2 separate regions of the Mus musculus genome follow, and region 1 is linked to region 2. The links are chromatin contacts, called in public HiChIP or PLAC-seq maps. All regions are on one chromosome and are shown on one strand. Each heading gives the region's core, a stretch centred on a gene start, on an enhancer-like site or on the middle of the called end of the contact. The rest is flanking DNA. Distances are from core to core; before and after follow the strand shown. Region 1 overlaps Ptpn9 (protein tyrosine phosphatase, non-receptor type 9). Region 2 overlaps Cspg4 (chondroitin sulfate proteoglycan 4).

Region 1 (3,040 bases), core at 319-2,818, 110 kb before region 2:
TGCCCTATTGACTGCCAGAAAAATATGTCCTAGTAACTCTGACAAGCAACATATTCTTCATGATGGATAACTGAAATTCTTCAAATTAATATTTAATGTATTTCCTGGTGAAAAAAGGAGTGGGCCAAAAGATGAGTCACAGCTTAGAAACTATTTCAGCTGAAGGTCAATTTTAGAATAAATCTTGGCTTCTAAGTAGTTGCAAGGGGTCACAGTTCAAACAGCACTGCTCTTCCTTTGGGAAAAGATCTAACCTACCAAAAAACTAATACTATCACTTACATGCATTTCCTGCCTGTTTCCCCATCTTTCGTTCACTGTAAATTATTGCCCTTTTGGTGTCTATTAATCCCTCTTAGTTCACATCAATCTCCCAGGTAACTGAAGAAACAGGATCTAAACAAACACACAAACTTGCAACACTGCTGCAAGTTCACTAATTTCTAAACTAAACCGACATTTTTCTATTACATCTGTTGCAGGCTGGGTATGGCGGTTCTCTAGAATAGAGAACTTTAGAATCCATGTTTTCTAGAGTATCAGCCAGAGCTCTTAACCACTGAGCCATATCTACAGCCCATTTTCTTTAGATTTTTAAAGAAATGACACCATAGCATGGCAGTGGTGGCGCACACCTTTAGTCCCAGAATTCGGGAGGCAGAGACAGGCAGATTTCTGAGTTTGAGGCCAGCCTAGTATATAGAGTGAGTTTCAGTACAGCCAGGACTATATAGAGAAACCCTGTCTTGGGGAAAAAAAAAAAAGGGAAATGACACCATAGCCCAGGCTATCCTGGAACTCACAGATACTCCACACTGTACAAGAACCTAAGCTAAGTACAATTAAAAGATTTACATCATGCCGGGCATGCCTTTAATCCCAGCACTTGGGAGGCAGAAGCAGGTGGATTTCTGAGTTCGAGGCCAGCTTGGTCTACACAGTGAATTCCAGGACATCTAGAGCTACACAGAGAAACCCTGTCTTGAAGAACCAAAAAAAAAAAATAGAAGATTTACATCACACTGAGAACTGAACAATGGGACATCAAGGCTGAACAAAGCTTCCCTAAGCTTCATGCAATAAGGAAAGGCCATAGTTAATTAGGCTATTAAACACGAAAAGCTCTTTAGTATTAATGACTTCCTTCCAGTGGAAGGGAGTAAGGCTTATCAACACTCCAACATCCAAGTGTTAAAGTCCCAATGTCTCTACCACCTGACGAATAGAAAATACCTATTCACTTAGAAATACTAAATTTGGCTAGGGGTGTAGATGAATGGTAGAGTGCCTGTGGCATGCATATAGTCCTAAAATGAATTCCAAATACCCACCTCCACACAACTTCCCTACCTCTAACACATACTAAAATGTGTTCTGTCCTTATGGAAGACAGACTCCCTGGTAGGTAAACACGGATAGAGGGGCTGTAGTTAGATGAATGTGGTCAGTTTCCAAGACTGCCACCATTTTCCTCATCCTCCTGACTGGAAACAAAGGCCTGGTAGCTATTTCTCCAGCAGTAGGTCCCCTGCTGGTAGACTGGCTCAACAAGTCAAGGACTGCTCAGGACCAGTCACACCAGTTGGAGATTAATCACCCATCCTGTCTTTAAGTGACCAACCCTAAAGTAGGGAGGAAATCTCTCCAGAGACTTTAAAAGCCCAGACCAGGAGAAGAGACAAGATTTCTTGGCTTCCCAAGTCCCCCTCTGAGGTCTCTCAATGTGTGATTCCTCACCTACACAACAACAAACACCTTCCTTCAATTGCTGGTTCTGTTTGCGGTGCCTGAAGTTTCTTGCTGCCACCTCTTGTTTTTGGGGGAAGTTTTTTTGTTTTGTTTTTCAAGACAGGTTTGCTCTGTAAGCCCTGGCTGTCCTGGAACTCATTCTGTAGACCAGGCTGGCCTTGAACTCAGAAATCTGCCTGCCTCTGCCTCCCAAGTGCTAGGATTAAAGGCGTGCGCCACCTCCTGCAGTTCAAATCTTTCCTGGCTTTTAATTCTTTAACTGGCAAAGAAAACAAAACTGATCCTGCCATGCAGTACATGCTTTTAATCCCAACACTTAGCAGAGGCAAGATCTCTGAGCTCGAGGTCACTCTGGTCTACAAAGATAGTTCCAGGACAGCCAGGACTATACAGAGAAACCCTGCTTGGGGGTGAGGGACAGGAGTGGGGTTGGGGGGAGAAGAGATCTGTAAACACTATTAATACATTATTAACCTAGGGCTTCACTCTAGCCAGGGTAAACCAAACCTGATCCAGGTGGTCTGACAAAGAGACATTTTTAGGGAAATTTTTAAAATTACTCTTTACCCAGAGAGAGTCAGAGCTTTGGATTTTTCAAAGTGCTTATACCTCCTATTCTGTCTCTGCTAAGAGTGAGACGGACCAACTATTACTTCAAACTAAAACTGGATGATGGCTAAGTTTCTTCTCTTCTTCTCTCTAAAAGCTGAGAGACTTCAAACTGACTGTGGTTACTCTGAGGAGAGACTATGCGATTTGGTCCTATGATTTCTTTATTTTGCTAACTGGGGCCTACCTGCTGAGGCCCTAGAAACTACTTCCTTCTTTATCCAGGCTAACTAAAGTGTCTGTGTAGAGAAAAGAGAACATATGTCCACATATGACTTGGGTGGATCCTACTGGAACTTGTGCCTGACAGGGGCTGGACTCACCTTGAGAAAAAAAAAAAAAAAAAAAAAACAACCATGTGGCTTACCACCATCTTTGCTAGTGACTTCATCAAGATGGAAGCAGCCACTTTATTTGGCCACCATCTTGGAACCTCATGACATAAACCAAGGATGGCAGCACCCATAAAAGTTCTTAGTCCTTCTGATCACCACTGCATCCTTTTAAATTAAACTAAGGAGGCAATATAAGGCCTCCAAGATGATTTCTTTTCCTTAATGTTCTGCTTTGTTTTAATTTTGAGCCTTTCAGTTAGAGTAATAAGGGCTAACAAAATAAATACCCTAATATAAACACCTTCTGAGATCTTTTAAATGCCATTTTGTTTTATTTTGTTTTCTGT
Region 2 (3,316 bases), core at 387-2,886:
TGGGATTTGAACTCTGGACCTTCAGAAGAGCAGTCAGGTGCTCTTACCTGCTGAGCCATCTCACCAGCCCAAGGGTCAGCTTCTTAATGGGCTCCCTTCTTTAGACTCTTAGGCAATAGGCAGTTTCCAAGCTTGGGGGTCTAGAGATCTGGGGATCCTTATACCCATGGGTTCTTCTTCTCCTCCTCCTCCTCCTCCCTCTCCTCCTTCTCCCCCTCCCCCTCCTCCTTCTTCTTCTACTACCCCTCCTCCTTCCTCCTTTTTTCTTTTTTTAAAGATTTATTTATTTATTATATGTAAGTACATTGTAGCTGTCTTCAGACACTCCAGAAGAGGGAGTCAGATCTCTTTACGGATGGTTGTGAGCCACCATGTGGTTGCTGGGATTTGAACTCTGGACCTTCGGAAGAGCAGTCGGGTGCTCTTACCCACTGAGCCATCTCACCAGCCCTCCTCCTTCTTTTAAAAAAATTTTTTTTTGAGACAAGATTTTTCTGTGTAGCCCTATTTGTCTTGCTGTCTTGGCACTCTCTCTGTAGACCAGGCTGGCCTTGAACTCAGAGTTCCATCTGCCTTTGCCTCTCAAGTGCTGGGATTAAAGGCTTGCACTACCACCAAATGGCTTTCTCTTTTCAACGATGTTTGTATAGGTCCTTTAATGGGTAGAATGTCCTGACCCTGTAGCTCCTAGGCCTTTGGGAGGGCCACAGGCAAAGGGCACATGCTTCCAAAGCTGGTATACATTTTTCATAGGTTGCATATTATCTAGACAAGTACTGATCTCTGCGCTGTGTGTCCAAATGTTATGAGAAAACCCATGTTCACATATATAACCATGTGTGTTTGTGTAGGTATATATATAAAAAAAAAGAGGGTGATGTTTTCAACATCATAAACATTGGTTACAGATCAAGTTCCTATCTATTTCCAGAGCCTAGGAAGAACAAGCTCCTTAGGAAAGGAAAGATGATGTAGTTGTCTTTTTTTGTTTGTTTGCTTTTTGTTTGCTTGTTTGTTTTTCGAGACAGGGTTTCTCTGTGTAGCCCTGTCTGTCCTGGAACTCACTTTGTAGACCAGGCTGGCCTCAAACTCAGAAATCCACCTGCCTCTGCCTCCTGAGTGCTGGGATTAAAGGCGTGCGCCACCACGCCCGGCTGTTTGTTTTAAAGGTTTAATTTTTAAGCATACATGCCTACATGTATGTTTGTGTGCCATGTGTGTGCCTGGTGCCCACAGAGGCCACAGGGGAGTGTTGGATCCCCAGAACTGGACTTACAGTTAGCTGTGAGCCACCATGTGGGTGTTGGGGTTCAGACTTGGCTCTCATAACCACTGAAACATCTCTCCAGCCCTGCATCCTACCAGTAAGCTTTATCTCCAGCTTCTGTGAACTATTTAGTAGAGGGGAAGGAACCCTGCCCTTAAGTTTTAGGAGTATATTTGAAAGGGTTTCACACACACACACACACACACACACACACACACACACACACACACACACGCTCGGCTGTGTCGTGAAAGACTCAGGTCCCAGCACGGCTGTGGGCACAATGTCTGGGTACCAGCTTACCACCTAGCCCAGGCTCGGAGCAGCAGAGCAGTGTCAGCCTGTGCCAGTGCCTGGGGGCAGGGCAGGGCAGGGCAGGCTGTGTGAATAGAGGGTGTTGTCAGTCCTCTAGGGGAAACAGGAGATGAGGGCAGATCCTGCCTGGCAGGTTTGTCACCCACATCTCTGCTTACACTTTCAGGGACGCTCCTTACTCTGGGTGGAGACTGGCTCATGGTAGCAAGGCCCTGAGGAGCCAGCCTTAACTTCCTGGGAGTGGCAAGGTGGAGCTGTGAGTGTTATACGGGGATGTTCTTGGTCTTCGAGAGCAGAGACATCACATTTATAAAAAGGAAACTAGTGTTGGCAGTTTAAGACACAGAGTATTTCTGGAGGCTATATTCTGGGGAGGTACAAGGCAGAGGGGTGGGAAATGATTTTTCACGGCAGTGTTCTCAGTGCGGCACCACCGAAGCCTTGCTGGGTCTCATCTATCGTTACTCTGTTGTGTGGCTCTAGTTGGGTCTCATACCCTCTCTGATTCTGTCTCCCTGTCCCTCCTGTCCCTCTGGAGATCTTTTTGTTGGTAATCCACCTGGTTCCAAGTTTCCTGCCTGACGTCTCTGAGAGGGGGCCGGATGTTAAAATGAACACGATGCCGTGAGAGAGTGTTGTCTGGAGGCAGGCAGGGTGGTGAGCAGGAGCGAGGCTCAAATGTTACAGATACTGGGGACACGTGCAGAGGAAACCCTAGCCCCCAGAGCAGGTCAGCTGCCAAAGGCTGCTTTCTGCCCTTCACCTCTAACTTCCTGTTCTTAGGCCTCGTGGAGTCCCACGGTTTCCCAGAGCACAGAAACCTACTGCCTCCTCCCTTTTGCTCAGACAGGATCTCTGAGAGCCGGATTGGCCTTCAATTTTTTTAGGGTCAAGAATGACTTTGGGGTTGGAGAAATGGCTCAGCTGTTAAGAGCACAGACTGTTCTTCCAGAGGTCCTGAGTTCAACTCCCAGTAACCACATGGTGGCTCACAATCTTCTGTAATGGGGTTTGATGCCCTCTTCTGGTGTGTCTGAAGAGAGCAATGGTGTATTCATATACAAAAAAAAAGTAATCTTAAAAAGACTTTGAACTCATTCTTATGCTCCTGCCTCCTAAGTACTGGGATTATAAGCAAGAGACATCAATTCAGCTTATGTTTCTTTTCTAATGACTTCAGCCCATTTTCAAGACCAGATAATTCCCTGGGCCAGAGTTTGCTTCCATTGCCCCTGATCTTGCATCATCCTCTTGTAGGAAGGGCCAGAGGATTCTATTTGCCTTGTGGCTCACATAATGGCCTTTCTTTTGGAGACCTGGGATCTCATGACCCATTGCTAGCTGAATGATCTGCTCTAGGGGGTATGACTTTCCTGTGTCTGCATTGGTTCCCCTCCTTTAGAGAAATACCTGGGTTCTCCTACTGAAGGACGGAGATTGTAAAATGTTCCACACAAAAGTCTGCCTGTCCAATCTTCCCTTTATGCACTGTGTCCCCAACTTTGACACCCCCCATGTCCCTTACTTTTGCTTCTGCAGCCACAATGAAAGGAGGCTGGGGGAGGAATAGGGCCTTGGAGGCCAAAACCCAGGCCAAGGAGTCTATGGCTGGGAGCATTTATTTATTTATTTATTTTTATTTTTCCCTGACGTTCCCTGTAGCGTAAGGGCTTTGGTCCCATCTCAACAAACAGCCCATCTGCCTGTACAGGTGAGAGTAGAGGACTTTGGGAA

What was found. HiChIP or PLAC-seq counts read pairs in DNA pulled down with a chosen protein or histone mark.
Region 1: a contact with region 2 is called in an H3K27ac HiChIP or PLAC-seq map of embryonic stem cells, with 6 read pairs. The contact joins two enhancer-like sites. A contact is called at or near these places in 1 of 15 datasets of contacts at CTCF or cohesin (the NIH/3T3 cell line), 5 of 484 Hi-C or Micro-C datasets (the AtT-20 cell line, CD4 T cells, bone marrow-derived dendritic cells and 2 more), 4 of 115 datasets of contacts at active chromatin or transcription factors (embryonic midbrain, embryonic stem cells and extraembryonic endoderm stem cells) and 4 of 9 other capture datasets (adipose tissue, embryonic stem cells, liver and 1 more).

Annotation. Positions count from the first base shown.
Region 1 is chr9:57,011,094-57,014,133 of GRCm38.p6, reverse strand. The region is part of intron 1 of Ptpn9 (protein tyrosine phosphatase, non-receptor type 9); the gene reads right to left. Among named protein-coding and RNA genes, the nearest start is that of Ptpn9, 18 kb to the right of the region's middle. Within about 2 kb of position 1,568, at least 11 of the 459 cell types and tissues checked have an H3K27ac peak or open chromatin away from gene starts, as enhancers often do. A contact at or near this core is called in embryonic stem cells, where this site is marked.
Region 2 is chr9:56,899,746-56,903,061 of GRCm38.p6, reverse strand. Cspg4 (chondroitin sulfate proteoglycan 4) reads right to left here. Exons shown (of 10, transcript NM_139001.2): 10 at 3,192-3,316. Among named protein-coding and RNA genes, the nearest start is that of Snx33, 27 kb to the left of the region's middle. Within about 2 kb of position 1,636, at least 77 of the 459 cell types and tissues checked have an H3K27ac peak or open chromatin away from gene starts, as enhancers often do. A contact at or near this core is called in embryonic stem cells, where this site is marked.